Linked DNA regions of Mus musculus: regions 1, 2, 4 and 5 are each linked to region 3. A link is a contact called in public Hi-C, HiChIP or PLAC-seq and promoter capture Hi-C data. All regions are on one chromosome and are shown on one strand. Each heading gives the region's core, a stretch centred on a gene start, on an enhancer-like site or on the middle of the called end of the contact. The rest is flanking DNA. Distances are from core to core; before and after follow the strand shown. Region 1 holds the start of Cep104 (centrosomal protein 104). Region 2 holds the start of Lrrc47 (leucine rich repeat containing 47). Region 3 holds the start of Camta1 (calmodulin binding transcription activator 1). Region 4 holds the start of Wrap73 (WD repeat containing, antisense to Trp73). Region 5 holds the start of Tprgl (transformation related protein 63 regulated like).

Region 1 (5,887 bases), core at 1,227-3,726, 2.1 Mb before region 3:
GCTGAGGAGAGATATGGCCAAGCTTGAGGGAGCTTGAGGAAGAACAACCGGCTGAAAAATTCTTTCACTGTGACTTTTCAGGGAATGGCCCTGTATCCTACCTCTCACCCTTGTCATCTGGAGGATGTGATGCTGTGATCCTAGCTCACCCCTCTCATCTGGAGGTTGTGGTGCTGTGATGTCTGCTTTACTGCCCCCTGCTCTCCATGTTGAAAAACAATAGAGTGAGCTTGGCTATGGCAACTCTGTACTTCCCTCCAACCCTGGCTGGGGCCTGCTGGGGCAAGCTTTCCTAGGCTTGGACAGTCCATGAATCCCATACCCCTACACAGTGAGGTTTATGAATGGGAACATACGTATGTGTTGCCCAGAAGAAACTCAACCTCAGGACTATCTAGAGACCACAGCAAAGGAGATTTCTCCCCACAGAGGCTCCTAGCACTGGAATCCAGAGCTGCCGAGGCCAACAGCAGTGGAGGGCCTGCCCAAGTGGAGCTAACTTTGGGCGGCAGCACTGACAGAGAGCAGCAACACACAGGTCCTCAGATGTGATCATACTGAGAGCCCAAAGTGCTTATGGCCCCTTGGTTACTTCTTAGTTACCAAGCCAATCAAACACTTGCTAAGCAAGATGCTGAAGTAAACCATCAGAAGAAAAACCACTGCTCCTAACACGGAACAAAGAAGTCCATTGGAAGTTTCTTGGAATAAGATACAACATTGAAATACTCTATAGACTCTGACATCCAAACTATCCCACAGGAAATCCGGCTCATGTGAACACACTTGATGTGTAATCTAGATCTTTCTCTTCCACTGGATTTGAAAAGGACCATCCCAAGAATCAATGCCTGTCTGGCATTTGCTGGTGTTTTGGGGTATGTATGTATTAAATTATTAAGAGTTAGAATGGCAAGTCACTGTTAAAGATGCTACATGAGTTCCCTGTGGCTGTAACGGCAGCAGAGTAGAGGAGACTGACCCAGAAAATAGCGGAGAGCAGTGATAAGCATAGCTGGGTGACTTGGCATGCTTCTCCTTTAATCTGTGAGGCTACACTCCTAGTTCACACAGGTTCTGAACCCCGAGCTGATCTCCCTCAACCACCATCCTCCCCTTTAGCACAAGAGGGCAGCACGGTATGAAGGATTACTGGATTCCACCCTTCTTCCTTATCTCTATTCCAGATGGGTACAACTGCCCGTTCAACCTATGCTCCTGTCAAGACAAACATTCTTTAAATCCAACTTTGATCACCCCTCTCCAGGTCTTAATTTTAAAACCCTAGGCAGCCCCATTGTAGGAGTAGAAGTGCTAATTATGACCGGACACCTTGTTTCCCCAGTCTCCATTCTTGTCTTGGATTTTTTTTTTGTTTGTTTTTATTTTTGGGACAGAGTCTCTTATTTAGGCCTGACTGGCCTAGAACTTGTTATGTAGTCTAGACTGGCCTCAAACTCACAGAGATTCTCCTGCCTCTGCATCCCAAGTACTAGGATTAAAGGTATGTGACACTATGCCCGGTTATGACTTGAATTCTAGAGAATAGTCAAATCTAACGAACTTCTCCAGTGCCTTGACCAGACCCTGTGTCTTCAAGAGCCCGTGTCAGGTGTGGTAGTGCATGCCTTTGATCCCAGAACTTGGAGGATCTCGGAGTTTGAGGTCAGTATGGTCTATATGTAGTAGTTCTAGGGCTACACAGTGAGACAGTCTCAAAAAAAAAAAAAAAAAAACAAAAACCAAAAAACAAGCAAGCAAACAAACAAACAAACAAAAATCAGGTCTGTCTACCTCGTCTCTGTGGTGCATAGAACAGAATGTTAACAGCAGATACAAGTGTATGCCCAATAAAACTAAAACAAAGTACGGGTACTGAAGATCCCTGCAGGAGGGCTGTGGGGGCAGCGTGGCCAAAACACTGGGGCCTCAATAAGGACATCTACAAAATGTACATTTTCAGCCGATGCACTCACTGGAGCCCTTCCACCTCCTGTTCCTTCCCGCCTCACAAAGCCCACCACAGATCTGGATCTGTGCAATGCTGTGTTACTAGCTGGTTACCACAGGCGGCTGGTGTTCCAGCTGCCACTAGGGCAGCCACAGCCAGCAGTGTCAATTGACATTTACCCTAGCATTGCTTATAAACTAAGCCCCAACTCTTCTATTTTTGGTTATGAACTTACCCTGTCATCTTTCCAACCAGAAACCCGAACTCAATGTAGCAACTTCCAAACATTTTGTTACAAGGATATGAAAAGTGTTTCCAGTTTTCTTTTCAAGAAAACGTAAATGTTACAATATTAAGTAATGATCTGGGGCCAAGTAATTTTAAGGACTGAGAGTGCTTTAGAGAATCTTAACGCTTAAAAAGCACAACAAACCAAACCCAGCGAACAAACAAAACCCCCAAACGACACGGATCGAAGTGTAGCCTACCCGGAGCCAGAGCTACAGTCTTTAGTCTCGTGGCAACTGCTCCTGTTCAGTAACGCATGCAGACGAGGACAAGGCGGGGCTCGAATCCGATTCCGGACACGAAGGCTGAGATGCGCTGCAGGGAGGCCTGGAACAGGCACTGGCCGCGCAGTCCCTCCAAGGCCAGGTGTCAGGGAGCCTCCGCCCCGGGTGCCTGCCGAAGACCGAGGCCACGCAGGGTCACAGAGCGCCGCGGAAACGACCAGGCGGGGCCGCTGCGATGTCGGCCTCCGCTATCTTCGGAGGGGTCTCGGTCCAGCCGCCCCCACCCCGGGCCTCTGAGGAGGGCAGCAGAGGAGCAGCCCGGGCTGCCTCTGCCCAGGGCCCGGGCCGCAGCTGCGCTCCCATAGCAACCAGGCCGGCCCGCGCGGTACGCCTGCGCGTCCGCCCGCCGGCGCCTGCGTGCGCATCCAGGCCTCGAGGATTCTGGCTGGGGACAGGTCCTGCAGTCGGACGTTTCCGGTTGCACCTACCTACGTAGAGAAAAGAGTTCCGGGCCGCGTCTACGCACCACAGTTCCGGGCAGGAACGTTACAAGTCCAGTGTCGCTACGGTACCGCAGCCCTGCAATGTGCGCGGTGCTCCGCCAACCCAAATGCGTCAAGTTGCGAGCCCTACATAGCGCCTGCAAGTTCGGCGTGGCGGCCCGGAGCTGCCAGGAGCTGCTGCGTAAGGGCTGCGTCCGCTTCCAGGTGGGTCTTGCATTCCGGGCAAGCACTGCGCGGCGGGCACCTTGGCTTCCACCCCTACGATTTCCATCCTCTTGGGTGGGCTTGGACAGGCGCTAGGCTTCTACAGTACGCAGAGCTGGCTGTCTGGAAGCCAAGACTGTTGTGGGACAAGCTGATCTTCTTGTCCTCCAGCTCCCGATGCCCGGTTCCCGGCTGTGCCTGTACGAAGATGGCACGGAGGTGACGGACGACTGCTTCCCGGGCCTTCCCAACGACGCTGAGCTCCTATTGCTCACCGCTGGCGAGACCTGGCATGGCTGTGAGTAGGAACACTTTGGAGATGGGAGGGACCTACACGGTTTAAAGCCTCGTCGAGGGGCCCGGGCAGGAACCCAGAAGATCTGGTTAAAGGCTCTGAATGCCAAAAGCTTTTGCTGAAGAACTTTGATTTTAATTTTGAAACTGCCAAGGGCAAGGGAAGGATTGAGACTGGGGTCGGTGCTGCTGTGCTGTGCTGTGCTGTGCTGTGGTGTGCTGTGCTGTGCTGTGGTGTGCTGTGCTGTGCTGTGCTGTGCTGTGCTGTGCTGTGCTGTGGTGTGCTGTGCTGTGCTGTGGTGTGCTGTGCTGTGCTGTGCTGTGGTGTGCTGTGCTGTGCTGTGCTGTGCTGGGTTGGGCTGGGCTGGGCTGGGCAGGGCAGGGCAGGGCAGGGCAGGGCAGGGCAGGGCAGGGCAGGGCAGGGCAGGGCAGGTCTTGGTTCCATTCACTGTTGCTCCGGGCTGTACTTCGACCAGTGTGCTGAAATGCTCTCAGGTATCATGGTTTTCATTCAGGCTATTCTAGGTAGGTGTGATGACAGATCATTGTAGTCTTAATCCGAATTTCCCTGGTGGCTAATGGGATTGGGTATTATCTTCCTATTTACCACTTGAAGGCACTCTTCAGAGAAGCGATTCTTCGCGTTTTTTGTGTTTCTTAGTCGGATTTATAAAGCTGTTTAAATATTTAGCCCCCCCCCCCTCCAGAATATCTTGGTTATGACTTCGATGTAAGATAGTGTGGTTTTCAAATATCTCCCGCTGTGTAGCTTTTCACTGTCTTTATTGAAACTGAGCTCCAACCACATAGCTAACCGGCCTTGCTCTTTCCATGCTCTGTACTAGAGCAAAAGGTTCAGATTTGCAAGGGAAATGGGGAGGACAAGGCTACATGTGGCCGAGGCTGGTCTAAAACTTGTGATTCTCCTGCCTCTACTTCCCAACTGCTCACATTCCAAGCTCGTGCCCCCAAAACCAGCTTCCAGAGTTCTGACCTTGATAGATCCAGATGATCACTTCATGGTGCATTTGCTCCAGGAACCTCTTGTCAAGTTCTGGCTGTCTGAGGTTTCTTCCTGCAATTTCTGCATCCTTTGGTATCACAAGAACTTACTTCTTCAGCTTGTTAATAACACAGTGGATCTCACTGAGTTCTGAGTACAAACCAGACTTGCAACCTCATTTGGCTGTGGCCTGTGCTTTTTAAGTGTTACTGAATTCTGTTTGCTCCTGTTTGGTTAAGACCCTCTGTAGAATGCACTTGGTGTTTAGTTTGATGGGAAAGCTCACCATAGGCACTTGTGCAAAGACTCCAAGGAGAGGGCTTGGGAGGTCTGAAAATGGGGTCCTAAGGAGATGGCCAAAGGAGGTGACTTGGTATGGAGGAGAGAAGGACAAAAGACCAAGTGTGCTGCTTTTCTAGGATACTACAACCCTCGCCTGACAGAAGGTGGCCAGAGGAATTGTAGTATCACTGCAGTGGGGGGTGTCAGGTCAGGGAAAGGGTTGGTGACCCCAGAGTCCTGATGTCTGGCAGTCTTTGGGTTGAATTCTTGGAGCCAGAACAGCATGAATGTGTTTCTGTTTGTCTCCTGGTGGTGACAGATGTGAGTGACATCACACGTTTCCTCAGTGTGTTTAATGAGCCACATGCCGGCGTCATCCAGGCTGCACGGCAACTGCTGTCAGATGAGCAGGCCCCACTGAGGCAAAAGCTGCTGGCCGATCTTCTGCATCACGTGAGCCAGAATATTACTGCAGAGACCCGGGAGCAGGACCCATCCTGGTTTGAAGGTATGTGGCCTGGGATGACCATGGTGGCCAGGGTGTCTGGAGCAAACAGAGAAGAGCCTCTTTGGAGCAGAGAGGCTCAGGGAGATCTCTGTCTATTTCAGATCCCAATACTTCTCAACCAAGGGTGGACTGGCCTCTGGAGTGAGGGATAACAAAAGGTGTCCATGGGAAGGTATCCAGCCAGGACTCCTGGCTTGAGGCAGTGTCCTGGGCAGCCTGGAAATGCATGGAACTTAGAATTTACCACCTTACCATTTGAGAGAGAGGAGAGAGAGTTGGGGAAAAGGACAGAGAGAGAGAGGAGGAGGGAGAGGAGGGAGAGAGGAGAGAGAGAAGGAGAGGGAAAGAGGAGAGAGAGAAAGGGAGGGAGGGAGAGAGGGAGGGAGGGAGAGAGAGAGAGAGAGATTAACTGAGTAGCATTCTCAGGAATACCATTCATGTCCTTTAGACAGAATCTTGGGGCTGGAGAGATGGCTCAGTGGTTAAGAGGTCCTGAGTTCAAATCCCAGCAACCACATGGTGGCTCACAACCATCCGTAACGAAATCGGATGCCCTGTTCTGGTGTGTCAGAAGACAGCTACAGTGTATTTACATATAATAAATAAATAAATCTTAAAAAAAAAAAAAGA
Region 2 (5,704 bases), core at 1,020-3,519, 2.2 Mb before region 3:
AATACGCAGAAGGGGGCAGCGGTGGGGCTGAGCCTCAGAAAGAGCCCTTAGGGAGGGGATCTTCCAGGGATACCATCTGACAAGGGCGGGTCAGAGCAGGAAGCAACAATCCCAATGCCAGTTGAGCATCTCCCTGGGGCCCTGTGAGGACAGCAGCAAAGGTGAAGAGTGAGTCGAAGAGAGGCAGGTGGGTCTTGCCACACAGAGACACAGGGTGAAGCGTCCTGGTGAGAAAGGTGATGCTTGCCCATGTTTACCCAGCCCTCAGTGCCTAGAGCGGCAACCTTGTCATGGGAGTGGGGCCAGGGTCCAAGGTGTGATGGGCAAGCACAGACGTGAAGCCTTTTGGGCCCTCCGGGGGGAGGGGGGGAGAGGCAATACCACCAAAAGGTGAAGCAGGGCGGATGTGCCAGCCTCCTCCCAGTGCCCACGGGACTGCTGTGCTTGGCCGGCTGTATGCCTTGCAGGGTATATACGCTCAACACCTTACATCAGAACTTCCAGGAGAACACAAACCCCAGCCAGTACAGTGACAACCAGGGCTGCCTCTGCTGGGAAAGGGATCACAGCATGGTGGTGAGGGCCAAGTGAGACACATGCAAGGGGCTTCAGTCTCAGAAACCACAGCACGTCAATGGCTGATACAAAGACATGCACCATATTGAACAGTCATCAGCCTTCTGGCAAACCAATATATCTACTACATAGGAAGGCAGAACAGTGTACAGCCTGTGTCATACCCAAGCCATGGGGACACCTGTAACATAGAGGGCCAAGGTACCTCAGGGAGTATCATCTTGTAGACTCGCTGGCCTATCTCTCCACACCCCCACCCCGAGAAAGCAAGAGCGAGAGCGAGGAGGGAGGGACAGGTGTCTTAATTAAACACACACACACACACACACACACACACACACACACGAATACTAGCAAGGTGAGCTCTGATCTCTCAAGAGCAAATTTCCTTGCCAATCCATCATTAGGAAAGGGCTGCATAAACTCAAGGATGAGAAGACACACAGGCTGGCGCTACCAAGAATACAAAGGGTAGGGGGTGTGATGGAGGGGGTGTGGTAGGGGAACTGACATGGCCAGATGACAGGACTGGACTGTGGAGATCCTAGAGTGGAGTCAGGTCAGGTTGTGGCTTTGCATCTTCTGCCTTCTCACCCCTCACTCAACACACAATGAGCACCTGGTGGGCGTCAGGCACAACGGGAGCCTGGGACCACAAAGAAGCCAATCTCTTACACAAGGCAGCCCCGAAGAAAACTCTAGGTGTGCTGTTGGCTTTGGGTAAGCACTTCGGCTCTCTATAAAACGGAAGCCATGATCCCGCCCACTGAAGGCTGTTGTTATGCGTGATTTTGTGCCTTGTCTGGACGCTCCGCCATTTGGAAACCCAATCAGTTACGCACACGCACACACGCGCGCCACACCTGGCTCTCTGCTCTTGAATTTCTTCCCACATGAGAAGTCTAACATTGATAGCAACTTTTAAACTGCCACACGTCCAGAGACCTCTGAGCTCGCAGGTCTGAGAACTGAGAGGAGACGGACCGGTTGCGGGGGCAAAGACATCCTCCAAGGAGGGACAGCAGGGCGCGCGTCTCCCTCCCCTCGGGTCCCACTGACCTTGAGCGAGGCAAGATGCGCGATGTCTGGGCTGAGCTCCCGCAGGCAGTTGTCGGCAGCTGCCAGCTCACTGAGCAGGGGCAGAGCTCCTGGCCGGAAGAGCTCGGGGGGAAAGGCGTCCAGGCGGTTGCCGGTGAGATTGAGGCTCTGCAGGCGAGGGGCGCAGCGCGCCAGGTCGGCGGGCAGCTCGCGCAGGCGGTTGCCGCTGAGGTTGAGGCTCTGCAGCTGCGGTAGTCCGGGGGGCTCGGCGGGGCCCAGGCCCTCGCCGGGCGGCAGCGTCTCCAACGCGTTGCCGGACAGGTCGAGGACGCGCAGCGCGGGCAGCGGCCCCAGCTCGGGGCTCAGGCCCGGCCCCAGCGCGTTGCGCCGCAGCACCAGGCTGTGCAGCTGCGGGAGGCCCTGCGCGAGGCCGGGCCCCGGCGCGCGCAGGCTGCCGCAGCCGCTCACCTCCAGGTAGTGCAGCAGCGGCAGCGTGAAGAGCCGCGGCGGAAGCCGCCCGCCCGCCGCCTTCACCCGCTCCTCCAGCCCGGGCCCGGTCAGCAGCAGCTCGCGCCGCCGCTCGCGCTCGGCCAGCTCCAGCTCCGGCCAGGCCTCGGACACGGCCATCGCCGCCGCCGCCATCGCGCCGCCCGTGCGCCGCTTCCGGAGTGCGGCGCCACACTTCCGGCGGGAGCCGGAAATGACCATAGAGAGAACACGCGCTCGCCAGAGAGTCTGGACGCAAGGGGTTTGTGGGACGGGTGTGTGGGGCGGCTCTGTTTTTAGCCTCAGCTTCACACTGGCTGTGTAGTGTGGCTGCGTGGAGTCCCACAGGTTAGGTGGTCACCTTTCCCACCCCCCAGATACCAACTAAAGACACGATTATTCTGGGGTTGTAGCTTAGTTAGTAGAGCGCTTGTTTGGCATACATGAAGCTCTGTTTGATTCCCAGCACAGTGTAAATGGGGCATGGTGGTGCACACACCTGTCATCCCAAGCGCTCAGCTGGTCGAGGGTTAAGGTTAAGGAAGGAATTCACTAGCCGGGCAGTGGTGCCTTTAATCCCAGCACTTGGGAGGCAGAGGCAAGTGGATTTCTGAGGCCAGCCTGGTCTACAGAGTGAGTTCCAGGACAGCCAGGGCTATACTGAGAAGCCCTGTCTCGAAAAACAAAACAAAACAAAACACAAACAAAGGAGCTTGACTTTATAGCAAGTTTGAGGTCAACCTGGGCGACTGAGACCATATTTAAAAAATAATAAAACAGGCAACAAGAAAGATTTAATTAATATGGTATACTGGAACAAGGGGGAAAAAAAGATAAAGGGCTCCAGAGCGCCCCCGTCCCCAGGTTTGTCTTCAAGGTACATAAGCCTTGGGACAGGCAACAAGAGGTAGTCCAGTTGGTAGAAACATGTCAGCCTAAGGCTCAATCCCCAGTACTGGGGGTTGGAGCAGTCCCGGGCCAGGGTGTGATCCAACCACCTTATGTTTTGGTTTTGTAAGGTAGTCGCAGAGGTTGAAGTTGTTTTATCTTCGGTCTTCCTTAGAAGACAGAGCTAACACGTTTCCATAGGTACTAATTAATGCTCCAGGATGAGGCCCTGTGGTTAGAAGTAATGGGCCAGGACAAACTCACTGCATTGCAACTGGAATGCACTTGGCATTAAGATAGTATAGAAGGCAGGCACATCTGTGGAGCCTGGATTATGATTAATAATCTTATTTGTGGCTTGCTAGGAACTATGCAGGAAAACCCAGCCAGGGTGACTGGGGGCAGGAGACACTTGTGGTGCTTATGGCTCAGGATGGCTGCAGTTATGTAGAGCATAACCCATGCAAATAGGAAGGCCCCACACACCATCACGGGTCTTTAAAAGAGAAGCAGGAGAGAAGGGAGCAGAAAGATGAACAGTGACAGCTTCAGACTGGAGTTGCTACAGAGACAGCCACAGAGATTTGGAAAAGACAAGCAAATGGATTCTCCGCCAGGAAGGAATGGACCTCATGCGTGTCTTAGCCTACGAAGACCTGTACCAGACCTCGGCGCAACAGGACTGTAAGGTGAAGCCTTTGTGGTGTGGGAAGCCAGTGGGAACTAACTTGCCAAGGCAGCATTGGGAAGTGCTGTTGTATATTCAGAAGCAATTATACTCTCCCCATCTTGGGTTTTAGACTGGGCTGAAGGTGTGGTGTTTGCTCTTTTACTAACTGTTCCTGAAGTGAACTGAGTGTAAGAGGTCTCTGGAAGACACGACGTCTTTGTTGACTTTACCTTGAAAGTCTCCCCCCACCCCTTTTTGGTCAGAGCCCTCTATGTGATCTTTGGTCAGAGCTCTTCCAGTACTTGTAGCTTGAGAAGACACAAGGTGTTGTGTGAATTCATTCTCCGGGATGAATTCGGTGTTCTGTACATACCTAAGCATCTTTCAGCTTCTTGGCAGTAAACAACTTATTCTGGCAGAACTGTGAAATGCGGCCCTTGCCCAGCAGCTGGAGAAACCCAGGATTCAGTTATCTTACTGAGTGAATTCTCCGTTCTGCTCATGGATAATAAGCTCATTTTAAACACTATTTTAGAGACCTGCTCTCCCAAGCCTTTCTCTCTCCTCAGCAAAAGCAAGGGCAGAACTACTCTTACCAATGACCACCCCCTTTCCAGGTAGGGCTGCATGTAGCCCAAGCTAGCCTGTAATTCACTTATCGCCAAATGATGCCTTGGACCCTGAGATCCCTAACATGCTGGGAGATCATCAATCCTAGGGTTTTGTGCACACCGGGAAGGCAAGCTGCCAGTTGAGCCCCATCTCCAGCCCTATAATTGCTTTTTAATTACAACTGTGAGTTGCGCATAGGGGTGCTTGCCTTTAATTCCAGCACTGGGCGGCAGAGGTGGGTGGATCTCTGAGTTCAGGGCCAGTGTGGTTTACACCATGAGCTCCACGACAGCCAGGGCTGCATAGTTAGATCTGCAGGGCTGGAGAGACGGCTTAGTGGTTAAGAAGAGCGCTTGTTGCTCTTGCGGTGGACCTGGGTTCAACTCCCAGTGCTTACATGGTACCTCCTAACCACCTATAACTCCAGTCCCAGAGGATCTGATGCCCTCTTCTGACCTCCAGGGGCACCAGGCACACATGTGGTGCAAAGCACACATATAAAGAATATAATAAAAAAAAAGTGTATGTAGAAACTGTGGTGGCAACTCTGAAATTTTGGTTTCTTAAAAAAAAACACACACACACACACATAGAGAAATAGTATTAAGAATATGGTTTTGTTCCAGTCCCAGGTGTGGGGACATGGGGCTGCTTCAGATTGTCTGCAGCAGCTGACTATCATTTGCCTCGTGATCTAGCAGAGGTGTGGTTTTGCCAGCTGCAGATAGTTTCTGCGATTGTGTGACATTTGGAATTCTGGGGACTTTTCAGAGGGTGTATAAATGCTAGGGGCCTGGAGAAAATGGGGTGAGTGGTTGCTGGTCATTCAAGGGGGCTGGCTGCAGTTTGTTAGGAGTCATGCTCAAAGAAGAAACAAGAAAGAGATTAGACTCAGGGCTCTCTCTCTCTCTCTCCTCTCTCTCTCTCTCTCTCAAACACACACATCCTTCTATCCACTCTCTCCTATCTAGTGAAGGAAACGAGACTGGGGGGATAAAGGGCGAAAAGAGGACAAGCCCACAACGTAGCAAAGCCAGGCTAAAGATGGGTAATAAAAGTGACATGACACTGAACGCTCTTTACTGTATTAGTGTACTCAAGGCAAATTAGCACATAAACCCTCAAACAGCAACAATAAAAATATATTATTCTATACCTGAAATAAAGACAAATAGAAAACTATGTTAAAACATTAAAAAGTTGCAAATTTTCATTAAAGGTATTTACATCTGTATTCTAGTATTAGATATGACACAATTCTTTTAAATTAAATAGAATCTTTTATGAAAATAATATAAATAAATATTAAATATCCACACTGTAGCATACGTGAAGCTCTGAGGAGTGTTCCACTTAGATATTGTGAGTGGCTGGGGGTGCGCAGCTCCTTCCCTGAATCAAGCAGTGAGGTGGAGCTTGGTGGCTGCCAGTACT
Region 3 (6,067 bases), core at 512-3,011:
AATACATACTGTGAAATTGCTTTTTGAAAGAGTTATTCTAACTTACAACGCCACCAGCGTTTCCAGAGGCAGGTTTCCGCTCCCAAATCGTCTACACTAGTGCTATTAAGAATGCTAATCGATAAAATACTGTACCCTGGTTGTTAAAAATTTCGCCTTTTTTTTTGAGGCTCATAAAATTAAAGTTTGTTGAAGAATGAGTATACAATACAAAACATTCTTTTGGGACATCTTTATTTTTGGAACAACCTAAGCAATTCTCAACGGTGACCATCATAAGAAGACCACACGTTGTTAGGATTGGCACAGACTGGCTTTGACGATCAATCCTAACGCCAAAACACTCGATCGACTTTTCAGTGTTTCTGCTAGTAGCAAACGGAGAGAGAGAGAAAAAAATGTTGAGGAATCAAACAGTGCAAGTTTACAGAGAGGATCTGGAGCTCAGCTGCTTTTCATTAAAGTGCATTCTCCTTCCTTCCCTCCCGCTTCCCTTCAGTGCACCTGCAGAATCCCTGCATGGTGTTTGCCCTCCCTCTTCTCCTTCCCTTTTATTTTTCTATGTGCGGAATTCCTGCACTCTGCCCTTCCCCTCCCTCTCTCCTTCCATCCTTTCCTCTATTTTCTGGCCACGTTCAGAGCCCCTGATTTCTCTCGAGAAGGCGCAGTACTTTGCAGCTCTTCTGGCCCGGGCTTGTGTCTGCAGGGCGTGCGAATCTCTCCGGTGTGGACCTACAGGCAGGAGAGCTGCGCGGAGCTGCGGCTGGAACCCGACCGAAGCGCCGGGAGCCCGGGAGGGATTGGCTAGGCTAGCCGAGGTCGAGCGTTCCGAGCCCTAGATCCGCGGCTGCAGCCTGGGACAGGCACCTATGACTCATCGGCTCCGCCGGTCACATGGGCAACGTGACCAAAATAAAGTTTCAGTATTTTAAGCCGCTAGAAAAGGGGACAGAGGAGCGCAAGGCAGGCGGGAGCGTAGGGTGGCCGCGGGGACGCTGCGCCGGCCGAGGGGGCGGGGCTGAGGCCAGGAAGGGGCGGGATTTGGCCGAGGGGCGTGGTCTGCCGGGAGGTGCGCCCCTCCCCCGTGTCGGGCAGCGACGCCCCGACTCTCGGCTAAACGGTTCGGGAACGCTGTGAACCGGCACGCCTCGGTGCCTTACGTATCCCTCCGGCAGGGCCGCCCCCCGCCAGCGCCGCAGGCTGCGGGATCCCGGAGATCCCAGCGTGTCCTCCGAAGACACCGGGACCCCCACGCGCCAGCAGCGGCTTCCCCGGGAACGTCCTTCAGCTCCCGGAGCACGCGGGAAAAGCCCCAGCACACCAATGAGCGAGCGCCTTCCTCATGACGGTCACGCTGGGGGGCGGGGCTTCCCACAGCCGTTCCCGAGTTCCGGGAACCCCCTTTGATTGGTCTGGACGGCTTGGGAAACACTGTAGTGACGTCCAATCAAAACACCACGTCTCGGCCTCGAGGAAATATTCCGTGTCAGCCTCATCCTGATTGGGCCATCCTTTCGACCTCTGTCCACTAGGAAGCTTTGTTTAGGTCTGGAGGGCGGGTTTTCCCGGGAGTGGGTGGGGAGGGGGCGTTGATTCCAGGCCAATCACTTTAGTCGGTGCGGTGGTGATCAGCCAATGGACAGGGTGGATAGGACGCTCCTCCCGGAGAGTAGTGAGACCCCTGGTGCGGTCCGATTGGTCGCGGGAGCCGTGACTGGCAGACGCACCAACCAGTGGGCGCTGTGCGTGGGCCGCGGGGCGGGGCCAGGGCGGGTGCGCGGCGGCGGCGGGGTGGCTGGGCCGGCGGCGGCGGCGGTACGAGGCGCGCGCTCGGGGTCCCGGTCGCGAGGAGGAGGAGGATGTGGCGCGCGGAGGGGAAATGGCTGCCGAAAACAAGCCGGAAGGTGAGAGCCGGAGCGTGAGGGCCCGGGGCTGTCAGGGTGGCGGCGACACGGCGAGCCCGGGGCCGCGCCGGACATCCCGGGCATCGGCGGCGCGGGGCGCGAGCGCGGGGGCGCGGCGGGCGCGGGGAGGGCGCCGGCGGGGTGGGGGGGGCGGAGCGCGGCCGAGTCCTGAGGTGACTCGCGGGCCGGCCGAGCGGGGCGCCCCGCACCCAGCCCCGGGGGCGGCAGGCCGGGGCGGGGGGCGCGCGGGGCGGGGGCCGGGCCCAGCGAGGAGGAGGAGAAGCCGCGACGCCTCCCGCACCCGGCCCGGGGCATCCCCGCCGTGTCGGTCGGGGTGTCAGGGGGCCGCGGGGCGGAAAGTTTCCCGGGCCGCGGGGGCTCGCGGGCACCGGTGCCGGCGGCCGTAGCGGCGTCAGGGCCGGACGTTCCCCTCCACAGCCCCCCTCGGGCCGCGCGGCGCCTCCTAGCGCCGGCGTGGGGGGTGTCCCCGCGCGGGTCCCCGCCAGGGGGCCCCCCTCGTGCCGAGCGCCCCTCGGCCGAGGCCCCGGGCGACCCCTCCCCCAGCAGGGCCGGGGTCCTCGCGCGGCCTCCCCGCCCCTCACAGCATGCTCTTCCACACTTGCCCTTGCACCCTCACTACCGGGAGGGTGGGGTCTCCACACTGCCATGCCCTTTACCTTCCGTGACCCCGATCCTCTCCGAGCACTGAGGGTTCCGTGTCAGCCTGTCCCCTTTTTGAGGGGACTCTCGTGGGGCCGCGGAGCCTCTGCACGCTGGGTTAATCTTTTTTTTTTTTTTTGGCCAGGACAAGGGGACTCGGGGCTACCCATGTTCTTCCTTCTTAGCTCACCCAGTGGCTTGTGGGGCCCTGTGCAGCTCTGAAGTCATTTCTAAATAGGCAGGCAGACACTTCTTCCAGATCTGTACTCTTTCCGTACACTTTCCTGGGTTAGGGTGAGCTCATTTCCTGAACACCCTTCGAGTTGCCCTCTTTCTTGTTGGGAAAACCGGACGCTCCAATGCTCCTCTCCCTAGCTGTCTGCCTCTCTCCTTGGAGTTCCCTGTCTGGGCCAGGGTGGGCGCCCCAGTAAGATGTAGGGCAGGCAGGACTTCCGATGTGCCTACCACTTGAGTGTAAGGGACCTCAGTACTTGTTTCTTGCAGGAAAAGAAGGATCTATTGCTTCCCGTTCACTCTTGGATCTTAGGGGGCACCCTTCACCAGTTAACACTATCCCACTGGGAAAAGGGTCCAGTGCCCTTGAATTTGGTGTTCTGATTCCTGTCTTCTGAGCAGAAAGAACCAGACTTTATGCATCCCACTCTCAAGAAGTCTTTGAATCTTTCTTGGAAATAAACTTCCCAATTCTTCTTTTTTTTTTTTTTTTCTGAGAGAACTCAGACCCTCCTTATGGCTCCTGTTTCCCAGTCAGCCATATTTAGTGAGCCTGTTACCTTGACTTTCTCTAATTTTCTCAAATTGTATTCATGTTGGCTGGGTAAGGAGAAGCCATATGCCTTTCTATCCAGAATAGGGAGTGTAGACACCCTTGTCGCCCACATGCCATTTGAGAAGAGGTAGCTTGTGTGCTCCTTGTTGTACCAGAATCTTCCTTTGGCCCTGGTATGTCTCTAGTGGGATCAAAACATTTCTTTGGATCTTGCACCTTTCAAGCAAAGGGGCAATTTCTCTACTTTTTGCTGTTCTGGTTCTCTTTGACATCACGGAAATTGGGTGCTCGACACAGTTGTTGACACACACAGACCACTTTGTGCATATGTGCAATAGCATTCTATACATACCCAGAAGAAGTTAGAAGGGTCAGGTGGCAGCTCTATGGTCAGAGTGGGTGGAGTGTTAATTTGCCAGAATGTGTGTATCTGTACATACCTACCCATGTATGTTATTGGTGGCTTCAGGATTAGAAGAAGCCAAGGTGTCGTTGATAAAAGCAATGTCACACTACTCCTTCATTTGTCATTTGTATTGTACTGAATAAGCAGAAAGGCACTTCTCCCATGTGTGGAGTGCTTGCTGATGAATGCCCAGACTTTTCCATTTGGAATCTAGGGACAGTATTCTCAGCTTGATTCTGTGGGGAGTGAAAGTTCTTATCTTGATTTTTTTTTCCCCCTGCAGTGTAGGAGAAAGCGATTTCCTGTGTTTTGGGGAAATGATAGGAAATGGAGAAGCGGCTGCCTCTCCCTGATAGAACTGGGAGCTAACTGACGGCTTCAAGTACATCCCTGTTGTATTTCAGCCAGTGAAGTGAGAGACGCTAAGAAATTAGAAGAAGGTGCCTTCGGAAAAGTGCTTGCCGCTGCTTCCCGGGAAGGTGGCAGGGTTTCCAGGTTCTTTCTCTGGGGCCCACAGCCCTGCCTCTGCTCAGGTGCTCACCTCCCTGTCTCGTGCTCTCGCTCAGCAGTGTCATCTTACTTTTTGACAGACTTCGTGTAGAGCCTCACCTTCCAGCTGTGTGTTGTGTGTTCTTGTTTCTGTTCTCTTGAAGTTCTTTTCCTAACAAGGGAGCCCTCCACCTTGCTTTCCCAAGTAAGGAGGTGTCTCAGGTGGCTCTGGCTTTGCTTTTCAGCATGGTACTCGCTGCCAGAAAGGAAAGCTCTTGCTCTGATTTTCCTGTGTGTCTCCCATTTTTAGGCTGTTTTAAATCTTGTGTCTGTTGTCAGCCTAAAGGAGTTGATTGTTTCTAGGGTGCTAGTGAGCCTTGGAAAAATGAAGAGTTGATTACCTGCTGTGTATGTTCCTGTAGGCCTGAGAGTCTTCTCGTTTCTGGTGATGGCTCTTCTGCACCTTTCTCCAGGCCGTTGACTTCCTTGGGTGTTGTCCCTGTCCATCAGAGTACCCCACACATGGACTGTGCAAGGAGGGGTACTGAAGGTACCACCAGAGCTGCACCGCTTGTGCTAAAGTGAGGATCTCAAGTGGATCTGCTTGCGCTGACTATGTGACTGCATCCGGGAAGGGTGGGAATCGGTGGAGGTCTTCTCTTGCAGTTAGTCAGGTTACCCCGCTTCTCTTAATTACTTTGCCCCACCCCCTATCTTTTCGTTCAGACATCACTTCCTCTTCCATTTCTGATTCCCCAGCATTTGGGAAAGGCCAAATGACCTTTCTCTAGTCTCCTTTTAGACCTGACTTACCTATTTCTGGGAGATGTTGTGGTTTCTCCATCTTACCCCTCAGTGGATTCTGCATGTGAACATGTGCACAGCAGCCTCTCCTCAAGGTCGGAGTGCTTCAGCTTCCTTTTCAGAAGAGGAGCATCACTCGTTCCTGCTTTTGGAGAAGAGTCTAGGCCATCCTTAGCCATGTTTTCATCCTTTGTATTTTATGAAAAATTTTAATATTTTGTCTTTTTGAGGCAGGGTCATGTTTTGCAACTTAGGCTATCTTAGAGTTTGTTATGTAGAACAGCTTGGCCTTAAACTTAAGGACTAGCCCCTCCCCCCCCCCCCCCCCCGCCCCCCAGCCTTGTGCATGTGTATGTGTGTGTTTGCGAGTGTGTGTATGTGTATGCATGTGTATGTGTGCTGTGCCCATCTCAGCCACATTTTCTGGTTTCTTAAGTTTTAATATCCCTCCCTAAAATGGCCCATTCTAGAGTAAGAAAGGAGTAGTTTATCTCTGAGTTTACTGCGTTAGTCCATGTGTGGGTGGGATTTCGCTTCTTTCTGATCTTGAAATAGCCCCTCTGGGGCCCATTCCCTCCACCTTTTTCATTACTCTGGGCCAGTCCTTATGTCCTCCTCATTGCATTTTGAAGAGCATTCTCTTTCACCTTGTGGGTCTCATGTTGATAGCCTCCTGCAGTTGTCCCATTGAGTCTTTGGTGGTATGTTAGTGTCTGCTGTTCTGAGGAAAAGTCATTGTCGTGTCTAGGATCCATCACTCAGCTATTAACTCTGGAGCCCTTTTTGTGGGTGTCTGCTGTGAGCAGGGATTTGTGGGGATTCAGTGTCTGCCTGACTCCCATGTTGGGTCATGGTAGCTTTTTTATGAATAATATTTCAGTCTGTCTGTACTTGACTTTAAGAAAGTCTTATAAACTTTTTTTCTGAATTTTGATTTTTTTTTGGATTGTAATCTTAACAAAAATGCACTTGACTGGCGTGCTATCCTGTGCAACCCCTTCCTTGCTCCCTGGA
Region 4 (5,968 bases), core at 3,200-5,699, 2.3 Mb before region 3:
TTACCCTCCACCATGTGGCAAGGCTTGGTAGCAAGAGCCATACCCACTGAGCCATCTTGCCAACTCCTTTTAATGTCCTATTTTTCTTTAAAATAGAGTTTAAAAATTATACTGTTTATGAACTCTGGCCTGAATACTGCTCCAGAACCAGACTTTCACATTCCCAGGCTATTTTAGGCGAAGAACAGAGTGGGCTACGTTTGGCCAGCTTACATGAAATTCGGTTGTGTTCAGGATGTGGCGGCCATCTGGACTCCAGCAGGAAGCGACCAGCCCCGCAGAGCCCTCGTCGATCTTGCAGTGCCATTCTGGCTGCTCGAGTGACCAGACCTTGATTCATAAAAGAAACACAGAGGAGTGCAAATAGCTGTACCACGCAGGAGGCCTCTCTGAGGGAGAGGATATACACCATGCTACCTCAGATGGCCCAGTGGCTACAAGCCACACTTCCTGGTGACTTCACTGCAGTGCACCTTTGAAGGGTCTGCTCATGTGCCCATCCCTGTGACCTCATTAGTTAGGCTTAGTGAATACTGGAACACGGCCTTCTAGAACCTTCTAGAACTTCCTAGAACCCTGTCCAAGTTGTTCCACTGCCATTGCAAATACCTCCCGCTCAGAAAAATCATGCTCGGGGCTGGTGAGATGGCTCAGTGGGTAAGAGCACCCAACTGTTCTTCTGAAGGTCCGGAGTTCAAATCCCAGCAACCACATGGTGGCTCACAACCATCTGTAACGAGATCTGACGCCCTCTTCTGGAGTGTCTGAAGACAGCTACAGTGTACTTACATATAACCAATAAATAAATCTTTAAAAAAAAAAAAAAAAGAAAAATCATGCTCAAAGACTGAGAACAATTTACTGTTTTGGTGGTGTTTGTTTGTTTTTCCACATCAAAAGTGTTTGGATTAAACTATTAGAGAGCATTACATTTTAAAAGAAAGCATATCTGGGGGCTGGAGAGATGCCTCAGCAGCCGAGAGCACTGACTGCTCTTCCTGATGACCCCGTTCAATTCCCAGCCCCCGTACTGCAGCTCACAGCTATCGGTAACTCTGAGACCTGACACCATCACACAGAAATGCATACAGATAAAACACCAATGCACATAAAATAAATAAATTACACATAAGAAAAGAAGGCAACCTTGAGTCTCATTGCATTTCCCCCTAAACCTGAAAGAAGGGTGCAAACACCTGGACTCCTTCCTAGTCACACTCCTGGAAACGTTTCCTAATTCTAACTCTGCTACAGAAACAGCGCCAGACCAGTTAGTTACACATGAGACACACTTATGTGAGTCTTATGTATATGTGGCATGTGCCTGCCTACACACATCATATATGTAAGTGGCACATGCCTGTTCAAGGCCCACAGACATGTAGCACCCATCTATACACTCTACTAATACATGGTGGTACAAACCTGCACAAGCCCCCGCCTGTACATGGCACACAGGATGAAGAGGGAGTCTGCAGACCACTCTATGTGCTGGATCTGGTCCAGGCATGTGTACAACTGAAGGATCTGAAGGGTCGTCACATCCCGGATCACTAATCGGTACTGGACACAGGAAGCCTAAAAAGTGAGGCAGACAGCACGGGATAGCATCTCTTCTACAGCAGGGAGCCTTGCCTCAATGGCCAGCTCCTCCCCTCCTGTTCGACACACTTAGCTTCATGTGGACCAAAACTTATGGGTCTCATTGCAAAATGAGTTAGAAAAAGATAAAAGGTGGAGCATTCAAAAGTTTAAAAGTTCCACACAGTATATATTAACCAAATTATCATACTCTAACCCACAAATTTGTACAAGTAAATTTTTTTAAAGATTTATTTATTATTATATAGTAAGTACACTGTAGCTGTCTTCAGATGCACCAGAAGAGGGCATCAGATCTCATTACGGGTGGTTGTGAGCCACCAAGTGGTTGCGGGGATTTGAACTCAGGACCTTTGGGTGAGCAGTCAGTGCTCTTACCCGCTGAGCCATCTGTACAAGTAAATTTAAAGATGGGGGTGGTGCACTCCTTTAATCCCAGCACTCAGAAGTCAGAGGTGGGCAGATCCCTGAGTTTGAGGCCAGCCTCCCTCTACTGAGTGAGTTCCAGGACAGCTGGGGCTACACAGAGAAACTGTCTCAAAAAGCCTGTGTGTGTGTGTGTGTGTGTGTGTGTGTGTGTATTTTTTTACTACTTGGGAGTGATGGTGCACACTTGTAATCACTGTACTAGGGAGGTGCTCAACTACTTTCTGAGTCTGAGGCCAGCTTTGCATATTATGCCATTGTCTAAAAGCCAAAAACTTGCACTTGCCTCAGAAACAGGTTTGGATGCACAGAAGCCACATAAAACTGTGTTAATCCTAAAAACTGTTTAAAATCCTAGTTTCTATGAGGAGGCAGAGGGGAGGCAGAGGGGAGGCTGAGGCAGGTACATGTGGGCCAGCTAGCCTGCTTTATGCAGTGAAGAGCAAGAGACCTTGTCTCAAACAAGGTGGAAGGTAAGGAATAACACTGGGGGTTGTCCTCTGCCCTCTACACGTGTGTTGTAGCATCTCTCTGTTTCTATCTCTGTCTCTCTGTCTCTGTCTCTGTCTCTCTCTCTCTCTCACTCACACACACACACACACACACACAGACTCTTTTTTTTTTAATGAAGCCACATTTGTCTTCTGTGGAAAGAGAGCAAGAGGGCAAGTGCAGATCAGAAGGAGGACCTATCAAAGGGCTTGTGTTCTCACATTAGAGTTTGGTGAGCAGTAACCTGTTACAATGGATTCCTTAGGAATCACTTAAGACACCAACACTGGAAACATGGACTCGCTCTGCTCAGGATTTAGGACAAAACTTGAAAGAAACAATTATTAAGAGCTCCACGATATTTTGATGAGCGGCAAGCACAAATATCAGCTAACCCAAATGCAACTTCTTTGCTGTTCACTGAGACTTTCAGAACCGTAAAGCAACCTTAGTCTCTGGAGGCACTTGGAAAAAGGTAAAATGTATCAATGTGTGCGAGGCTGATGGTCTCCTCCCACCTTTACGTGGGTTCCCGAGCCGGAGCTCAAGTCCTCGGGCTTGCATGGCAGTACCTTTCCCTGCTAAGCAGGTCCTACCCTGACACTTCCTACATTGTTAGGATGATGTGTATAAGGAGGGTAAAGGATGTCTCAAAAGCCTGGACAAACACAGCAGGGGTGTGAACTGAGAATCAAGACAGCCAGGCATGGTGGCATGCTCCGTTAATCCCAGCACTCAGGAGACAAGGGGCAGATCTTTGAGTTCAAGGCCAACCTGGTCAGAGCTACAGAGAAACCCTGTCAATCAGTCAATCAATCAATCAATGGTATCAGTCAGTTAAAAAGAGAATGATAGATTAATCAAAGAAAACTTGTTAAAAATTAGGATTGCATTTGTATGTGAGAAGGGTCAGGCACTAGTTACGGCTTATGTGGAGGCCAGAGGACAACATGCAGGAGACAGTTCTCTCCTTCCATTAAGTGGGTCCTAGAGCTGGGACTCAGGTCATCAGGTTTGGTGGCAGGTACCGTTACTAGCCAAGCTACCCGACTGGCACGGAACCACAGTTTTTTAAAATAAGACTTGAGTTTTCCCTGATGGCTTCCTAACGTCAGCCTTCTACAAATGCACAATGGTCATGTTGGCGTACCTTGAAACACCCATCTGAACACTATTCTGCCACCCAAAGAATAGACAGCTAACATCCAACCCTGGCAATGAAAGCTAGTTATTTAAACCATTTGCTTATGACGAGTTTCACAAAGGAGGGCCCCGTTTAACCAGCTCGCTCACAGAAAACATACAAAATAGCAATGAGCTGCCATCCCCTGTGCCCTCAAATGTGTGAAAGCAGAGTCATCTTATCCAACTTTGATGAAGGGAAACTGGAGCCGGGAGCCTGGCACCCACCCAGCCCTGGCCACCTGCTCCAAGACCTCCTTCCTAACCCTGACCACCTGCCAGAATAGCAACCCCAACTCCATCCCCACTCTGCTCCACGTCCTCTTTCTCCACCCTGGTCACCTGCCAGGATCCCCCAGCCTGGCTGGCCTGGATCCCTCTTCGGCTTCAGGTTCGTTCTCTCTAATCATCTGGTTCTCCCTCATCTGGGCTGAAACCCCTCTGCCTGCCTCCCTCTCCCACCTCCCACCCCGCCCCCTAAGTCCAGCCTGAGTCCCCGCGGCCGCCCGGCTCGGGCCCCCTTCCCGCCCCCCTTCGGCCCGCCCCGGCCCCGTGCACAAGTCGCGCGCCCACACTTAGGTTCCGCCCAGCGCGCCGCAGCTCACCAGGTACTTGCCGTCCGGGGAGAACCTGCAGAGCAGGCCCGAGAGCTTGAATGACTCCGAGAAGTTCATGGCCACGGCCAGCCCGGGCCAGCCCGGCTCCGAAGTACCTCCCGCAACCGCCCCAGGCAGCGGCCGGAAGTACAGGGGCGGAAGCGAGCAGCAGCCAATGGGAGCCTCAAGCGGCCGCGCGGCATTGTGGGGCGGGAAGTCCGAGTTTGAGTCTTAAAGGGGCTGAGCGCCTTTGCGCTATAGCGGATCTCCCTGCAAATCCCGAAACGGAAGGCTGAATTCTGACTTCAGATAAATCACAAAATAAATATGTTCCCAAAAGTTACCCGGGGCATACTTAGACTAAAAGACTCCCTTATCTGAAATTCAGGTTGTAACTAGACCTCTGTACTTGTGAACATACATTTATTTACATGTAAATGCGTATTTATGTGTAAGTATATAGTCGTATTTCGATACACCTCTTTAGTAGATAACAAATTTTTTGTTACAGGAGCTGAGAGTGCGGTTCTATTGGCAAAATGATTGCTTAGCATATATGAAACCCAGGTTTTGGTCCGCAGCATCGCATAAACCCCGCACGATGGTTTGCATTAAAAAAAAAAAAAAAATCCTACACCTGAAACCAGAGACGCAGATGTTCAGGGCATCCTTCGCTACCTATAGAGTTGGAGGCTATGCAGGGCTGCGTGAGACCCTTTCTCAAACAGAACAAAGCAAAGTATTTTCCACGTATAAGTATAAATATAGGTTTGCTTTGAGGTTTTCCTGAGAGCGACCACCTGCAGCGTGACCTCGTGACGTTCAAGTGCTTCTCAGGTCTGTGGCGGAACGAATTCGAAGGCATGTGGATCTCGTGGGTCGCCTCACCTTTTTGGAGGTTCTAGTTAGAGTGTGGACTTGATTCAGAGGTGTGGCTCGGTACCCGGGACGGCAGCCTCGGTGGGCACGTAGAATACAGCACCAACTGGACTTCAGACCAGGATCGCTCCCCAAAGCGCTCTGCTCCCTCCCTCGCGCAGCACCCCGCGTCCTGTGCCCCACAAGGCTCCCCATTCCGGTGTCATTCGGGAGGTTGGATGTTCCTGTCTGCACCCAAAGCTTCAGAGGATCACTTAAGGCTCAGCCACTGCCTTTGGAGCTAAGTTCCGAATTCTGAAAGACCGGAATCTAGTATTGCTCGGTCCAGCTCATAGCTCCCAGTCTCTTCCGCACCGCTGCATCTAATTTCCACGAATGAATGAATGAATGAATGAATGAATGAATGAATGGCGGTGCTTGCACCATTCGGAGAGGATCTGCAGAGTGCGCGGCCAGCGTCCTGGCATTTTCTGTTCCCAACCAGTCCCAAACTCTTGCTTGGTATTCATCTTTGTCTCTAATCTGCAGCTCGCAAATAATTACTCCTCGTAGCTATTGGCCTAACACCAGGTCAGGCTTTCGAGTTCGAGAGAGATTCGGTCTGCTCCAACCCACCTCCCTTGCAACGCCACTAGCTGCACTAAAGCGACTTCCAGGGCATGTGGGAACACCTTGGGCAAGGACCACTCTGCAGTGCCACTAAGGGGTCCCACAAGGACCCAACTCCTTCTGTGCGCCAGACTACGGGTCTGCGTGGTAGATGAGGGCACCGGAGACCGCTCACTTGCCCA
Region 5 (5,271 bases), core at 2,191-4,690, 2.3 Mb before region 3:
TTTGCCTGCTGAGCCACCTCTCCAGTCTGGGAACCCGGTTCTCTTTCAAAGTTACCTCTGCATCTGTTGTGGATTCTTTGACTCAGTGACCGAGGTTAACATGGGAAGCACAACAATCGCAGAGCTTGGGGCAGTGCGAGGATTGCCTCCTGAGGCAAACTTCCAGCGGTGCACACCCTGTGCACGACCCAAAGTGCAGCTGGCTCTGGAAGGACCACACACACAACAATCCTCCGTGTGTGTGTGTGTGTGTGTGTGTGGTACCAGCTCTGGAGGAGCCCCATGCAGCTCTGAGAACCCACCCCAGCGTGCTCAGGATTCTCACAGGTATCAAAGGTGGGGCTCAGTCTTAGAGGAAGCATCTCAAGTGGCAGAGCATGTGGGAGGCCTGGGATCCATTCTCAGCACTTCAAAAAGGAGGGCCCGCTGAGTTCCCAAAATGCTAAGTCACAGCATCAGGAAATTAAGGCAAGAATCTGCTTGTTATAGCTGAGCTTCTGAGTCTTCTACAGAAAGATAACAGCTTCATCTAGGACTTGAAAACATCCCATACCTGCCAAACTGTGATCTCCCAGGGAGGCCATGTGTGGGTAGTTGCGCCATCTGCTGACCACTTTGGGAACAGCCTCTTGAAAATCCCTGGCAACGGCTAGTGGACCTCAGGACCAACCCAAGCTCTGGGCCCCCAATACCTTACTCCCTAGTCACAGTCATCATGTCTTGCTCCTTGCCCCCGCCGTGACCTGTGTGCACACGTGGAGGTCATCTAAATGCTTCATCGCTTGCACCTGCCCGAAACACCCTCCCCCCCCCCACACACACACCAGTTGAATTATGTACCTGTTAATGATACACGCAAGTCCCAACCAGTCTCCATGACTCTCACCATCTTTGGAAAATAGTCTGTGAACATGATCAGGTCAAAAGGGGGCCGTTAGGGCAGGCCTGTGCCAACGTCAGGAATCCTTACAAATGAGAAAGCGACGATGACTATGGAAAGTCAGCCAACGGGGAGAGGCAGCCACAGGCTGAGGGACATCCAGCATGGCTGACAACACGGGAGGCTGGAAAGGCAAAGGAAGACATGTGCCCTCAGGTATCAGAAGGACACACATACATGCACATGCAAGCGCACATGCACACACACTGTGGTTCTGGCCGTCTGGTCTCAGCAACCTCACTACATGCTTCGGTTACTTCCAGCAAGCCAGTCTGTGGTCTGTCCTGGCAGCCTCACGTAAGATATAATGGTGTTTATTCACAGTGTGGATACTGGAGACTCCTCACGGTAGTAAAGGATTTACACTTCTGTAGAAGCCAGGTTTCAGAGCGGACACCTGCTGCTCGTCCCCTCTGCTCCGGACAGATACAGAGCACCTGCTTAGCCGTGATCCTTTGAATGAGAGGCTCTAAGTGCCAGTATCAGAAATCCACCTGCCTCTGCCTCCTGAGTGCTGGGATTATAGGCGTGTGCCACCACGCCCGGCTGTAACATTTTCTTAATTGGTGAGTAATATGGGGGGGGGGGCTCTGCCCATTTCATGTGGTGCCACCTTAGGGCAAGGTAGTCCTGTGTTGTATAAGAAAGGCTGAGCCAGAAATAGATGATGTTTCTCTCTCACACCTAGGATTCATGCATGCCACAAACTTGACATTTGCTTATTTGTGTTATTAAACATTATTCTTATGTGCATTGGTGTTTTGTCTGCATATAAGTCTGTGTAAGGGTATTGGATCCTGGAGTTAAGAGTCGTGAGCTGCCATGTGGGTGCTGGGGATTGAACCCCAGTCCTTTGGAAGAGCAGCCAGTGTTTTTTGTTTTTTTTTTTAAAGATTTATTTATTTATTTATTATATGTAAGTACACTGTAGCTGTCTTCAGATGCACCAGAAGAGGGCATCAGATCTCATTACGGGTGGTTGTGAGCCACCATGTGGTTGCTGGGATTTGAACTTTGGACCTTCGGAAGAGCAGTCGGGTGCTCTTACCAACTGAGCCATCTTACCAGCCCTAAAGGTAGAAGCCTCCTTGATTTTTTTTTTTTTTTTTTTTGGTTTTTTTCGAGACAGGGTTTCTCTGTGTAGCCCTGGCTGTCCTGGAACTCACTATGTAGACCAGGCTGGCCTGGAACTCAGAAATCTGCCTGCCTCTGCCTCCCGAGTGCTGGGATTAAAGGCGTGCGCCACCACGCCCGGCGCAGCCAGTGTTCTTAACTGCTGAGCCACCTCTCCATCCCTGGCTTATTGCCTTATATGCACTTATCTATTCATCTCCCCTTTCTCTGTCAGCTTTCAGCACACTCTTCACATCCACAGCGGTCTCAGGAACCTCTGTGGGAATTCACGTCATCGTGGCTGCTCCCACCAGTGTCCCGGAGACCTCATTGGACTGGATTCTCTGACGAAGCCACACTGTAAAAGGTCCAGCAGGCTAAGGAGCCCTCACAACGGTCAGGAGACAGACTACAGGCCTGAGCTGTATCTTGGGCTGTCATTCACTGATGAGTCTAACCTATGTCTTGGTGACTGTTAGAAAAGACTTTTGGGCCACACTATCATAGCGGTCCATTAGCTCCATCAACCCAGGCACACTGCTGGCACCCCCGTGGGAGCAGGAACTCAGGGACATCTCGCATGGCTTCTGTCCCAGGGAGAAGCTGCAGGGCCCAAGAGCATCCTACGGCGTTTCCTTCCAACTCCCCCCACCCCCCGCCCCAGCAGCACTCTTCGGTGACATGGTAGCTTACTTGTGCGTATCATGCCCAATATAAAGAACCCTCTGACAGCCACCTCTGACCTGCACACACTCCTATCTCCAGTGTGCACACACCCTATAAACCCACACTCCCAAGGTGACCACGCCCAAGGAGTGCAGCACACTCCTGAGAAGCCTCTATCTGAGGTGCCCCGACACAGTGTCCACAATCCTCAGACGCGCACACACCCATTCCCACGCTTTCACAATCCTCAGACGCGCACACACCCATGCCCACACTTTCACACTCCCCAGGCATGCACACCTCCTAAGTGCGCCGCACACCTCCGCCCGAAGTGCACCGTAAGCCCGAAGGTGAAGGGCACGGAGCCAAGCGAGGACACACTGTCGGGGCAACGCCCTACGCACGAGCCCCCAAGTGCCCCCTTCCGCGCGAGTCCATGGCGTCCCTTTCCCCGTTCTCAGCCAGGAACCCCCGACCGGCATTTTTTTTTTTTTTAACTCGCCCTTCCTGTAAACAGGAAGTGGCTCCGCGCGTGGCGGCAGCTTCCGGCCCAGGAGGGGCCGCCGTAATCATGAACGGCAGCACTTTAGACCCAATTGCAGAAGACAGCTTAGGGGAAAGCCAATCGCGAGACGCAGTCGACGGAGCTGGAGGCGGGTCCGGAAGGCGGGCTCTGCAGGACTCAACCAATCACAAGGCGAACGAGGGAGGGCGGGGCGCGGCCGGGCGGACGCCGGGGCGGCGGCCGTCGGTGGAGGCTGCCGGTGGCGGCGCGATGCTGCAGCTGCGGGACACGGTGGACTCGGCGGGCACGAGCCCCACGGCGGTGCTGGCGGCCGGCGAGGACGCGGGTGCGGGCCGGCCTGGGGCGGGCACACCGCTGCGCCAGACGTTGTGGCCGCTGAACGTCCACGACCCTACACGCCGCGCCCGCGTCAAGGAGTACTTCGTGTTCCGGCCCGGCACCATCGAGCAGGCGGTCGAGGAGATCCGCGCCGTGGTACGGCCCGTGGAGGACGGCGAGATCCAGGGGGTGTGGCTGCTGACCGAGTAAGCCGGCGCGAGGGGACTGCGGGGACACTGGGCGGGGGCGGGCGGGGGCAGGCGGGGCTCTTGGTGATGGGCGGCCCCTCTCCTCTCCAGGGTGGACCACTGGAACAACGAGAAGGAGCGGCTGGTGCTGGTCACCGACCAGTCGCTGCTCATCTGCAAATATGACTTCATCAGCCTTCAGTGCCAGCAGGTGGTCAGGGTGGCGCTCAGCGCGGTAGACACCATCTCCTGTGGAGAATTCCAGTTTCCTCCGAAGTCGCTCAACAAGTAGGTGCACCAGCGCACTACACGGCAGGGCCCCAGCGGATCCTGTAAGTGGTATTGACCCACTCTCTTGTGAGGTAAAGGTCTCATCTTGAAGAACCAGTGGAAAGGACCTTTAAGTAGAGGCTGGTGATTTCCGGGTTGCTCAGTACCTCCTTGAAAGGGATGCTGGCACAGTCGGCCACTCTGTCCCCACTAAAAACCATTCATTTAAATACCGTTAAGATACATGGAATCAGAGCCCACTGTCATAAGCTATGTAGGGAGTCTGGGAGTTTTAACTCCAGCAGGAGGGAGACACAGGGCATGTGCTCAGTATTACTAAAAATTCGATACATCGCAAAACACCTAACAGCCTTCAGAGACTGGTTGGCTTGCTATAAAAGAATTATTTGACTAGGGACTCCAGGAAGCTAATGGCTACTAACTTAAGCATCATTCAGTAACATTAAGAACAAACACGGCCATAATTAGGCCAGGTTGGACTGTGTGCCGGTTTCATAGGCTGCAAAGGAGGCTCATTAACTTGTTACGCTTTGGAAGTGTGTGAAGCTGTTAGTGGAGGCCATTGTTACACTAGGTCACAGGTTCCCCAGCCATCCCTGATACTGAATGCAATGTTGTATTCCTGTGGTAAGCAAGGCTTTCTCCCCCTCCCCCATCAGGAGAGAAGGCTTTGGGGTTCGCATTCAGTGGGACAAGCAGAGCCGCCCTTCCTTCATCAACAGATGGAACCCCTGGTCTACAAACATGCCCTATGCCACCTTCATAGAACACCCAATGGCTGGCATGGACGAGAAGACAGCGTCTCTGTGCCATGTAAGCAGGCCAAGGCCACTGTCAGTGTGAACCCTGGAGGTGCAGTTCCACAGTAGGAAGCTAGGTGGTGCTGTTTAAGAACAGAGTCACCATCCCATTGCAGGATGCTCAGTCTGGACTGGGTGGGTGAGCGAGCATGGGAAAAGCCCACAGTACTGGCGGGGCTTGGCAGGTGCTGCTGGTGACACAGGTACTCTGGAAGTTCCCAGGAGAGGTGCTGAGGGAGCGCTGAGCATTCTGCACAGTTAGAGTAGGGCTGAGAAAGCCCTGTCACTTGGTGACATCATAGTCCTCATGAATTCCTCCATCTGTGATGCTACCTGTCAGTCAGTGCACAGCACACCAGTGCAGGCAGCGTGTGCAATTACAGCATCACCTGCTTAGTGAGGTGCACTCCAGAGCATGTGCGTCTGTAA

What was found. Promoter capture Hi-C pulls out the DNA fragments that hold promoters and counts their contacts. Hi-C and Micro-C count contacts between places; a contact is called where the count stands out from the background. HiChIP or PLAC-seq counts read pairs in DNA pulled down with a chosen protein or histone mark. Capture Hi-C pulls out chosen DNA fragments and counts their contacts.
Region 1: a contact with region 3 is called in a Hi-C map of B cells, with 10 read pairs. The contact joins the promoter of Cep104 here to the promoter of Camta1 in region 3. A contact is called at or near these places in 6 of 39 promoter capture datasets (the C10 cell line, liver, neutrophils and 1 more), 4 of 484 Hi-C or Micro-C datasets (B cells, CD8 T cells, pre-B cells and 1 more), 4 of 115 datasets of contacts at active chromatin or transcription factors (large pre-B cells, pro-B cells, regulatory T cell precursor and 1 more) and 2 of 9 other capture datasets (adipose tissue and liver).
Region 2: a promoter capture Hi-C map of adipose tissue shows a contact between it and region 3, with 4 times the contacts expected there. The contact joins the promoter of Lrrc47 here to the promoter of Camta1 in region 3. A contact is called at or near these places in 1 of 484 Hi-C or Micro-C datasets (B cells) and 2 of 9 other capture datasets (adipose tissue and liver).
Region 4: a contact with region 3 is called in a promoter capture Hi-C map of pre-B cells, with 7 times the contacts expected there. The contact joins the promoter of Wrap73 here to the promoter of Camta1 in region 3. A contact is called at or near these places in 5 of 39 promoter capture datasets (the C10 cell line, the HPC-7 cell line, liver and 2 more), 5 of 484 Hi-C or Micro-C datasets (B cells, CD4 T cells, CD8 T cells and 1 more), 1 of 115 datasets of contacts at active chromatin or transcription factors (large pre-B cells) and 1 of 9 other capture datasets (adipose tissue).
Region 5: an H3K27ac HiChIP or PLAC-seq map of thymic regulatory T cells shows a contact between it and region 3, with 13 times the contacts expected there. The contact joins the promoter of Tprgl here to the promoter of Camta1 in region 3. A contact is called at or near these places in 3 of 39 promoter capture datasets (the C10 cell line, liver and pre-B cells), 1 of 484 Hi-C or Micro-C datasets (CD4 T cells), 2 of 115 datasets of contacts at active chromatin or transcription factors (large pre-B cells and thymic regulatory T cells) and 1 of 9 other capture datasets (adipose tissue).

The regions. Positions count from the first base shown.
Region 1 is chr4:153,972,150-153,978,036 of GRCm38.p6, reverse strand. Cep104 (centrosomal protein 104) reads right to left here and starts at 2,476. Exons shown (of 22, transcript NM_177673.2): 1 at 2,440-2,476. It overlaps Dffb (DNA fragmentation factor, beta subunit), which reads left to right and starts at 2,956. Exons shown (of 7, transcript NM_007859.4): 1 at 2,956-3,170; 2 at 3,342-3,468; 3 at 5,069-5,257. The coding sequence starts at 3,048.
Region 2 is chr4:154,008,368-154,014,071 of GRCm38.p6, reverse strand. Lrrc47 (leucine rich repeat containing 47) reads right to left here and starts at 2,269. Exons shown (of 7, transcript NM_201226.1): 1 at 1,636-2,269. The coding sequence starts at 2,256. It overlaps Gm31566 (a long non-coding RNA gene), which reads left to right and starts at 2,811. Exons shown (of 8, transcript XR_391010.4): 1 at 2,811-3,677. It also overlaps a transcript of Cep104 not described here.
Region 3 is chr4:151,857,462-151,863,528 of GRCm38.p6, reverse strand. Camta1 (calmodulin binding transcription activator 1) reads left to right here and starts at 1,761. Exons shown (of 24, transcript NM_001081557.3): 1 at 1,761-1,904. The coding sequence starts at 1,860. The region is part of intron 2 of Gm42357 (a long non-coding RNA gene); the gene reads right to left. It overlaps 9230110K08Rik (a long non-coding RNA gene), which reads right to left and starts at 1,785. Exons shown (of 2, transcript XR_390981.3): 1 at 672-1,785; 2 at 218-365.
Region 4 is chr4:154,140,853-154,146,820 of GRCm38.p6, reverse strand. It overlaps Wrap73 (WD repeat containing, antisense to Trp73), which reads right to left and starts at 4,449. Exons shown (of 12, transcript NM_021499.2): 1 at 4,308-4,449; 2 at 1,426-1,578; 3 at 214-330. The coding sequence starts at 4,376.
Region 5 is chr4:154,158,853-154,164,123 of GRCm38.p6, reverse strand. Tprgl (transformation related protein 63 regulated like) reads left to right here and starts at 3,440. Exons shown (of 4, transcript NM_026388.2): 1 at 3,440-3,769; 2 at 3,863-4,039; 3 at 4,702-4,855. The coding sequence starts at 3,495.